Linked DNA regions of Canis lupus: region 1 is linked to region 2. A link is a contact called in public Hi-C data. All regions are on one chromosome and are shown on one strand. The core of a region is the stretch at or near the end of the contact, and the rest is flanking DNA. Distances in the headings are between cores, read along the strand shown.

Region 1 (5,041 bases), core at 808-3,307, 140 kb after region 2:
CATTGAAAGTTATCTTGAAATAGGCACTAGGGAGAGAGAGAACACCAATTTGCAAAGCTCTGGGCAGTTCTAACCCCGGAGAATACTCACCAATGACTATGTGGGTGTGCCTGCCAGGCCGGGAGAGGATGAGTTTCCTAACCCACCAGTCCTCATCCAATTGCTTGAGTGTGAAGATTAGATGTGGGTGGTAAGATTTCCTGGCCTCCTGGAATTGTTCCTGAAGAGAGCAGATAAGGTCAGGATGAGAGAAGACTAGGTTCTGAGTTAGAAAAATCAAGTAGGATTTCAGGGTCTCTGAAATAAAGACATGTCCTAAGTAATGCATACACAAACATGATTGAAGTAATCAGAAGGGAGAAATGAATGGGGTTAAAGTCACAGGGCCACATGATAAATTATGCCTGGCGATGCAAGTGGGTTAAATCACTTCCTAAGACGTTGCCAACAGCGCAAATATCTGCATTTAGCAACACATGCAACCGAAAAGTGAACTGAAAATATTCTCCAAGTTTCTTCCCCCTTGGAATAGTGATTCCTGCTATTTTACTGTCTCCCCCGAGGCTCTCGGGGATCTTGGGTAAAGTGGGCTAGGTCGGTCTCCCTGGCCGGCAGTGTGGGTAGACTTAAGTGGGTACTCCAATGTGAAGCTGTACTTTCTGTGCAATTCTTAACAGTTTTATTGCCAACCCTCCTCAAGACCATTTTTCTGCTCATGCATATTCTTCTTTATACCAGTGGGAGTGGGAGGTGAAATTGTCCAAAACTCAGTCTTAGAATCTTTTTCTTTTTTTCTTCTTTCTTTCTTTCTTTTTCTTTCTTTCTTTCTTTCTTTCTTTCTTTCTTTCTTTCTTTCTTTCTTTCTTTCTTTCTTTCTTTCTTTCTTTCTTTCTTTCTTTCTTCTTTCTTCTTTATTTCTTTCTTTTCTTTTTCTTTCTTTTTTTTCTCATCCTGAGCTACTTCAAAATGTATATAAAGTAAAATGCAGAACTCCAAAACCCTGTTTCAGCCTGAAATGAAGCTCAGTTGGCTTGGCTGGGCTGTGGGCTCCTTCACCAGCAGAAGAGCCTGCACCGGCTAAGAGATGTGGACGCTGCAGGGATGGGACCCATGGGAAACGAACACTGATTCTTTCCTCCTCTTTCTTTCTTCCTTCCTTCTCCCCCTCCTCCCTTTCTCTCTCTCCTGCCTTTCCCCTCTTCCTTTCTCTCTTCTTGGATGGCAGCTCCATCTTCCAAGGAATAGGTCTGAGAGCAAAGGGAGAGGCCCAGTAGGGAAGAAGAAGACTACAGAAACTTTTCTTGTGACTGCGTCCAAACTGCCAATAAAAACACTAAAGTTTGGAGATCATGTTGATAACTGGGCGGGAAATCAGGACGGTACAGAAGCTTAACTTATTTTCTAGGCAAGATAATTCTGTTTGCTTTTGATCCGTTACCTGAGTTCCTGCAGGAACACCTGGCCCACTGGCAGCTGTGTGTTCTAAAGGGAGGGTGCAGCCGTCAAGTACACTCTCAGTTCCCTGAGTACCACAGGGTTTATCTGAATCCCAGAATATCTCTGATCTTCTAAGATCCAAATTTCCCTTCAAGCCGATGTTTGTCTTTCATTTGGCTCCTAATTAGCATTCAGGTTTCAGCCCAAGAGTGAGCCGGGAGAGGCAGAAGGTCTCCCTTGGTGGTGACCCTTGCTGTCATCCTCCTACAGTGAACTCATAGGGACTGTTCTGTGATTTTCAGCTTCGCTCTGTGCTGCGAGGTCTGTGAATGTTTAGTTGACAATACGTGTGCGCCTCTCTCATTTCCTGTTTTTAAGGGCTGCACTTAATTTATTTGAAAGGGTGGAATATTTCAAATTACAATTCAGCAGTTTTGCTAAGGAAGGCTGTAAAACACAATGAGCAAGGAGTTTTACTTCCTCCTTACAATTGCTACTCCCCTGTTTTGAAATCTTGATTTCCTCCAATCTGGGAATGACTTTAACTTAGGCGTTAGCACTTTGAACGGCAACCAAGCCATGGCTGGAGCTGTAGAGGGGCAAGGGATTCCTGCACACTATAATTCCATTTTTCCAGACGCCTTATTAGTACCCGGAATGTGTCTGCCTATGCTTGATATTGTTCTATCATGCTGAGTCCCCCTCCCCCAGGCACAGCCTTTGGATTGGCCACAGAATCCGGCCGCTCAGCCAATCGAGCGAATCCTTTCTCCTGCAACCCTAGCAACACCTGACAATGGTCATTGACAAATGTTAAGAGAAAAATCCCTGACAAGTCCAACCAGCCATGAAAGTGGTTGCTGTCGAGGGCAAACTGGCTAGTCCTGCCCACAGAGCACTTTGTGTGGCCGGAGGACTTCGTGGTTTGCGCCAGACCTGTAAAAACAGAACCTGTTTGTGGACGCCTACCTCAATCTGCGGCCACTTAGGGGAGGCCGCGTCGTTGGCCAAAGCCATCGGTGGAGCTGGGATCCGGGGTGTGTGTGCGTGTGTGTGCGTGTGTGCATGTGTGCATGTGTGCGTGCTGCAGGGGCGGGGAGAGGGTGGAGGTGAAGGTGGTGGTGTGTCATCTTCTCCCACACCAGGCCAACCTCCGTATCCACCAGAATATTTTCAGCGGTTGGAGAAAGAATCCACAGAAAACTGGCTCCAGGGTCACGCTTCTGTCTGTGCTGGTAATTTGTTCCTTAGGGCAGGGCAAGAGGAGCATTTTCTGAGGGCGGCAAGACACCTGGCTGCGTCCCCAGTGGCACAGTTCCAAGCCTTCTGGCTACCCATCTTTCACCTCCCAGCCAGGCTCTGAACCCTGTTGGGGTGCAGTTGGCCCGTCTGGCTCACCGGAGGGCACACTGGGACACTCCTCTCAGGAGGCCGCTGGACCTAAATGAGCTCTCACTGCTCTCTGGGAGGCTCCAAGACCGGGGGGATCTGTAGGCAGACCTGGCAAAGGCTGGAGTGGAGGAGGGGGCAGGGAATGGAGAACAAGAAAGGGGACCTGCCAAGAACATGCACAGACAATTCATACGCAAACGCATGTTCCCACAAAGACATAATAGCTGTGTGTATATGATACCCGCCTGAAGTCCCCTTACGCGATCATTCCAGTTAGTCTAGCCACCTTGGAGGCATATTTCAAACCCTGGTTGAGTAATCCATTGTGTGGTGATTAGCTGTTAATGAAGCTGAAAATACCTAAATCATCCAACAAGTAATCTGAATTAATTTTTTCTTTTCTTTTTTTTTTTTGGTTACACTGCTAGACAGTGTCAAGTCAAAGACCTGGGGATATATACAGACATCTGCACGCACACACAGATAGAACACACACACACACACACACACACACAGTCATACACATAGCTAGGCCTAGGTAAGAGGGACAGAGGTGGAACAAGGCAGGGAAAAGAAGGGAAGGGAACTTCAGGGACAGACACGAATTGAAGAATGTGAAACTTAAGATGTTCATTCATTGCTCCCCACCCACACCCCAGAGCCCCTCTCTTTATGAGCACCACCCCGAGTGCCTGTCCTGAATTTAATTTTCCCTGGGGGTTGAGGGAGGGGTTGGCAGTCGGTTTTAGTTCCTTGGGATTATAAATTGATAATGGCTGTCAGCCTTAGCCTTCCAGGGGGTATTGATACTTTTCAAAGGGGGCTCATTAAGGTCCAAAAGAACCAAATCTCTAAGAGGTGAATTGTAAATTGAGAGAAATATCTTCAGTCTGGAGACAGAGCCTTACTCAAACACATTTTTAAGGGAGATGCTTCTGGATATTCCTCAGGCAAAATTACAGGCAAGGAAAAGTAGTTGGAGTGGGGTAGGTAAGGTGGGGAATTGCAGGGGTGAGCCATCCATCAGGTGCCGCAGGCTGGACTTCCATGCAGCAAGGAAGCAGGAGTTGGTGTTAGAATCTTCCATGCTGGGATCCCTGGGTGGCTCAGTGGTTGAGCATCTGCCTTTGGCCCAGGGTGAGATCCTGGAGACCTGGGATCTAGTCCCACATCGGGCTCCCTGCGTGGAGCCTGCTTCTCCCTCTGCCTGTGTCTCTGCCTCTCTCTGTGTGTCTCTCATGAATAAATAAATAAAGTCTTTAAAAAAAAAAAAAAAAGAATCTTCCATGCCTGTCCTCCAGGGAACTTGGAACCTTTGTGGTGACATAAGATATGGAAAAATTACAATGAGGGTTATTATAGAATGTATTAAACACCAAGCTTTATATAGCCATAGACGTGCACGTGGTTCTCAGTTTCTGAAAGAAATGAAGCCATTCTGAGAGGAGGTAAAATTGTGGACTTTGGCAAACAAACAATTTTCTTCCTTTCCCAGATTTTTCAAGTTTTGTTATTACTGGTCAAGTTTTCTGTCGGTATGAGCAACTATCAACTACCAAGATTATGGAACAACAGCAATAAAGAGCAACATCACGTGCTTATTTGCTGCTCTGGAAGTTAAGAAATTAAAAAATATAAGTATCATTTACTCATGAAACAGAGAAAGAAAAAAATAAAATTGACCCTGCATATAGTAATATTCCTTGTAACCCAACATGCCAATGTGCCAGAAAGAGCCAGAGCCTTATACAATATCTGAAGCTTTCTGAAGGTATGTGGAAGGAGGAGGTAAAGGTTCTTTCTCACTTAGACTGGACAGTTCATGCTCCACAGTTTGAACTTGCCTTAAGGATAAACCAAGAGCCTGCACCTGGAACAGGGCATGTTTATCTTTAAAACATGGCACAAAAATAAGCATTTGTTGGTGACACAGAAACACTGCCTCCAAATCAACATTCTCTCAACTCACAGATACTATCAAAGGAGAAAAACTCCAGAACCCCAAGAGAAACCCGTCCCCCTCCTCTTAATCTCCACGAGATCATTGTTTCCTATTTCCATGGTAACCAGAAGACTCAAAATTGCCAAAACTTGAGAGACACTTCAGACGAAAGCCAGAAAAAAAAAAAAATTAACAAGAGACAAATGTTGCAGACAGCATGTATGACAGTGTGCAAGTTTTTGAAATTTGGGAAGATTTTATTTCTTTGCT
Region 2 (5,678 bases), core at 1,433-3,932:
ACAACATACTCAGCCCAAGCCTTTATATCAAACATCTTTGTGGCCGTCTTCAGAAAAGGGAAGAGGGGGGCAACAAGAGAAAAGACTATGTGGTTAATCAAATTTTGAAAAAGTTACATCATACACTCAGTTAACTCGGAATTCTGTTGTAACTCATTAGGTTTTTGTTTTTGAAAAACCATCCATTAGTACTATTTTAATACGGACTGTTATCTCCAGTTAAGAAAAATAATTCAACTAGGGTAACACTTAAAAGTGTAAAGGTATAGAAGATAAAAAGTAAAAACCTTGTGGAATCTGTGTTCAGAAACGGCCAATTTTCTTTAGCAACAGACTTTTTAAAAAGAGTCCTGAGTCTTAAGCGCTCCTTCCAGGAAACAGCTGAATCGTGTTTGGTATTTTTTGACACAGACTTAGTATTATTAAGTACTAATTAACAAAAATACGATTCACCAAATTTGGTGTTTGAAAAGGACAAGCCACAGAATACATGAAAAGGTTGAGAGGAAGGTAATGAATGCATGGCTGTTTCCAGGGATGAAAAGGAGAGATGGTATGGGAGGCATGATTAATATCCACATTCGTGTGCAAAGAGACATAAGCAAAAAAAAGGACATGCTATCTTATGCCCTCTTTCCTCTCTAAAGATTCCTACTTGAGGACATAATTGAATAAATGAAAAAATTACCCATAACAGGTGCCAAGCATTTTGTTCCACTCTGAGTTGGTATGGGACGGCCATCTGGTAAATACGGATGGTGTGGATCTGAGTGACATTTTCTATTTTGCCCCAGAGGCTGATTTTCAACCTTTCGTGTTTGGGTCAACCTCTATTCAAAGGTGAAAATTAAGAATACTTGGGTAGGAATGGGTGTACATACATGCACAATTTTGGCTGGGATATAAAAAGCCATCTACCTTATGCTTGAGTAGTTCTTTCCAACTTTGTCCTGGAATTACTGGTGAGCCAATTACAGTGTCAGATGACTCTTGCTTGTCTGTCGTCTTTAGTTCTACCATACACTTGTGAGAGAAAGTTTAAATTCTGTATTGAAAACAGATAAGAGGGAAAAAAGTCAACTTTTAGGATAATTGTGAAAATTTCAAATAGACTATTTTGAAATCCTACCTATGCAACCTATAAATGACATGTAAAATTGCCTAGCACACTATACACATTAGAACCTATTCTTTCCTAATTTTTTTTTAGGTTTTATTTATTTATTCACGAGAGACACAGAGAGAGAAAGAGAGAGGCAGAGGCACAGGCAGAGGGAGCAGCAGGCTCCATGCACGGAGCCCGACATGGGACTCGATCCCGGGTCTCCAGGATCAAGCCCTGGGCTGAATGCAGACGCCCAACCTCTGAGGCACCCAGGGGTCCCCTCTTCCTAATTTGAAGAAAGAATCCATGACAACTGCAAATGCCCTCTAAGAAAATCCTAATTACTGGTATAATTACAACTATTTTACTAAATTACTTCAAAATAAAACTATGAGGCTCACTGACATATAAAGAGAAAAATGAGTTCACTGATAAGTTACAGCATATCCGTTCCCAGGTTTTGAACTTTTTTTTTTTGGTCACTCTACTACACAATTCGTGTTCTTCACAGAAACCAAAGGAAAATACACATCATCACCCACAATCCCTTCACCTCCAAAAAAGTACCACAGGGGCAGCCGGGGTGGCTGAGCGGTTTGGCGCCGCCTTCGGCCCAGGGCGTGACCCTGGAGACCCAGGATCGAGTCCCACATCGGGCTCCCTGCGTGGAGCCTGCTTCCCCCTCAGCCTGTGTCTCTGCCCCTCTCTCTCTGTCTCTCATGTGCCACAGGCTTTACCATCCCTCCACCGGTCGCTTCATACTCAAACGTTCAAGTGCCGGTAGGGCCCTGTTAACGGGCCTGGCCTCCGCCCCCTGCCTGGGATTCTCGGGCCCACACGGAGGTCCATCTGTTGGTTCACAACTTCTCCAGCACGGTCACGAACTGACTAAGGCAAAATTCAGTGACAATCGAAGAAACTTTGAGAAGAAGAAAAATAAAAGAGTAACGCGGAAGTGAAGGGCCGGGCTCGTGGCAAAGTTCTAGCCACTAAGACAGAAAAGCCACGGCCCAGAGGCCGCCACGGCCCAGAGGCCGCCACGGCTCCCGGGCGCTTGCACGCGACCCAAACCCGCGAGGCCCCCGCCTCGGAGAAGTCAGTCATACTCTCCTCCCCCCGTGAGGGGTCGAGCCCGGCTTCACGTCCGCCCAGCCCCGCGCGGCCCTGACGGTGCGTGGCCGCCGTCAGCACGTCGCGTCCATCCTCGGTGGGGTCCTTTCTCCCTCTAGTTCCCTCACCCCATCCGGCCGCCCGCCCCAGGGGGCCACGTTAGCTCGCCCAGCGGCCTCGGCGGGAATCCGAGAGCGGGCGGGTCCCGGGCATCCGGGCGTGGTCCCGCCGCAGCTCGGGCCTCCTCCGGGCGCGCGGGCTGGCCCGGCGCCCCCCTTCACGGCCGCGACCGCGGGCTCAGACCCCCGACTCCCAACTCACCTCCAGGCCGGAAGCAGGAAGGCGGAAGCCGCGGCTGGCGCGTCCCGCCCCCCGGCCGGCCCCAGCCCGCAGGGGGCCCGAGGAAGTCGAGGGGCCAGTTTCCGGCGGCGCCATTGCGGTGCGGGTCCCGGGACCCCGGCCTGCGGGGCTCGCGGGGGCGGGGCGGCGCCCGGGGCAGCGAGCGGCGGGTGAGGCCTCTGCGGGGAGCCCGAGTCCGGCGCCTCCTGCGGGGGCCCAGGGGCGAGGTGGAGGCGCGGGAGGACGCCGGGAGCCGCGCCGGGGCGCCGCGGGGCGTCCGTCTCTGCCCCCGAGGTCAGCCAGGAGCCGGCGGTTGGTGCAGGGCCCCGACGGGTGAGGTCTGGAGCCCCTGGAAACACCCCCCGGACCGGTAGCGCTTGGTCTCCACAAGCCGCCCCGAGCCCAGGTGAGGGTCACCGAGCGACCGTCGGAGGATCCGGGCGAGCCCGTCCTCCCGGGCCACCCCGCCCCAGCCCCTGCCTCTTCTGGTTGGACAGGACCGCAGGCCGGGAGCCCGACCGTGGTGGATCCCCTGGACCTTGTTCCTGAGGGGAAATGCAAGCAGGCTGTGCGAAGAGGGGGTTTTTGTGGTTTGTTTTGAATTTGAGACCCTAACTCCTTTCACACCACACACACACACACACACACACACGAAATGCTCCGTGCTTGCCCCAAAGTGAACTCGGCCAATGAACCGTCTGGGCGTAGAGTTCCGGCAGAGATGCTTGCTCTTTCAGTACACGAATCCAGGGATGCAAAAGTCAACCAGCAGAAAGAGCCACTTTAACACTGTCTTCTAATCTACAGGAAACTGAGGGATTAACTCTGGTTTGGTTGGTGACCAGGTTTTGTGATTGCTTGCACTGAGCTGCTCGCTCTCTCTGCCGCTTGCTCGCGAGTGTTGCAAGACCTCTTCACTTTCATGTGCCAAGTAAAGCAGGTTTTTATTCTTGAAAGACTATAGAACGTTCTCTTTGAGGAGCAAGCTGTGACATGCATAACTAGTTTAGATGGAACAGCAGTAACTATTATTTACCAGGCAACAGGCTTTTTGGCAAAAAAAACTAAACTACTGTCCGTCGGGCATACGTTAATGTTTGTGTGTTGTGTTAGCAGCAGTTGTTTTCTTACTCATTCTTGTTTGGAAACGTGGGTGATGGTTTCAGAGCTTATGCTGCTTGGACCCCGCCTGTACCTGTAGTAGCTGGAAGGAGCAGACTCAGCCACTGGATTGTGTATACAGAAAACTTTACTTGCTAGAAATCACTGACTATGTGATTTCTAAAAACTTGCTCAAATAGTAGTTCCAGGCAGGGTCAGAATGCATTTTAACGTCCTTCAGTGCAGAGGCAAGGTGTGCGTGATTTTTTTTTAATCTTGGATCCGCAGTATACCCAATTACCGCCTTCCCAGTAGTTTGCTCTGCTGCTTCTCCTGTTAAATGCATTGGAGTCTTGGGCTGCAAGAAAAGATGCATAAGAAGTAAGCTCTATAGCTGGTTGTAGTCTAGACCTTGCCTTCACAGCCTAATACTGCTTACCTAGTTTTCAGCGCCAGGATGCAAGCCCAGGAATAGCATAGGGGTTGCCAGGGATGAGCCCCTTAATGCAACCTGCAGTGCCTTAATGAAACGTGGTGTGAAGGGGACGCCTGGGTGGCTCAGCAGGTGTCTGCCTTCGGCCCAGGGAGTGATCCTGGAGACCCGGGGTCGAGTCCCACATCGGGCTCCCTGCATGGAGCCTGCTTCTCCCTCTGCTTGTGTCTCTGCCTCTGCCTTTCTGTGTGTCTCTCATGAATAAATAAATAAATATTAAAAAAAGAAAAAGAAAAGAAAAAGAAAGAAAGAAAGGTGGTGTGAAGGTTCAGGTACTGTGCGCTGTTTTCTGTAGTCAGGAGTCCTAGCTTGTGAGTTGAGGTTCCCAGGCCTTGTCTCTGCTGTATACACTGGTATATCTGTATACACTGGTAAGTCACTCTGAGCCTGTTTCCTCTTCCTTATGTGGAATGTACACAGGTTATCTCTGGTGTTCTTTCAGCTTTAAAATTATGTCAGTTGGACTGGGTTTGGCCATTTTTCTAACTTATGTTTCGTAAGTGGCAGCAGAACCGGGAACTCAGTGGAAACATAGCCAATTTTCTTAAGGTCTTATTCTTTATTTGAAAAGATTCTTTTGGGTTTTTTTTCTTTCACAAATGTCCTTTAGAATGCCAACTTAGGATAACAAGGAAATAAGCTCGGCTTGTATTTATTAAGAAATCTTATTCATGTAACTTGAACCAGTTATCAGAACCCTACACTATTAAGAACAGTTTATCTTGGCATAATTCCTTGGTAGTGTATCACACCACCCTCCCCATTCACCCTAGTTATCTTGAAAAAAAGAACATTACAAAATTTTAATCTTTTTTTCTCTCTTAAGAAGGTAAGCCCTACTCTGTCATTTGTTCAAAAAGTATTTTTCTCCTGATGGTACAAAGTTAGATTTCACCTTGACTCTTCAAAATTGTGAATGAAAAAGAAAACATCATGAATGAGTAAAACCAGAGTAAGATTCTGTTATTAAAATCTAGACTTGACTAATGATCTTGAGAACTTTCCTACCTACTCAAGATTTTGTGTTTATTTCTCTGCAGTTAACACTTCACATATTTGACTTTATTTGACAAAATTGCTTTCTTTAAGTTTTATTTTTTTCCTTTCATTGAAACATAATGAAAATATATTTCTTGTTTTTTTTTTAAAGATTTTATTGTTTGGAGGAAGGGGGGGTCGAAGGAAAGAGAGAAGCATCCTCCCCTCTGATATGGAGTCGGACATGGGGCTTTATCTCAAGACCTTGAGATCATGACCTGAGCCGAAATCAAGAACGATTAACTGAGCGAGCAACGCAGGTGCCCCAAAAATGCATTTCTTAATAATTACAATTGTTGATTTAAAAAGTAATAATCAGGTTTTACTGGTATTTGCAAGATCATATTAAAGAATAATAATTTCTTAAAAACTATTAGTACTCATTATGCACCAGATACTGGGCTAGATGCCTCAGATCTGTTATCTCGAGACTAAACAATCCCAAATGATAGTGTTCTTATACCCATTTTACAGATAAGGAATCAGAAACTT

What was found. Hi-C and Micro-C count contacts between places; a contact is called where the count stands out from the background.
Region 1: a Hi-C map of blood shows a contact between it and region 2, with 1.6 times the contacts expected there. The contact joins the enhancer-like site here to the promoter of SMIM15 in region 2. A contact is called at or near these places in 2 of 9 Hi-C or Micro-C datasets (amygdala and blood).

Annotation. Positions count from the first base shown.
Region 1 is chr2:47,041,739-47,046,779 of UU_Cfam_GSD_1.0, forward strand. No RefSeq gene overlaps it. Among named protein-coding and RNA genes, the nearest start is that of ZSWIM6, 12 kb to the right of the region's middle. Within about 2 kb of position 2,058, at least 6 of the 20 cell types and tissues checked have an H3K27ac peak or open chromatin away from gene starts, as enhancers often do. A contact at or near this core is called in blood, where this site is marked.
Region 2 is chr2:46,899,292-46,904,969 of UU_Cfam_GSD_1.0, forward strand. SMIM15 (small integral membrane protein 15) reads right to left here and starts at 2,683. Exons shown (of 3, transcript XM_038530690.1): 1 at 2,537-2,683; 2 at 919-1,045; 3 at 1-47. The coding sequence starts at 1,020. LOC102151620 (a long non-coding RNA gene) reads left to right here and starts at 2,663. Exons shown (of 8, transcript XR_005355580.1): 1 at 2,663-2,960.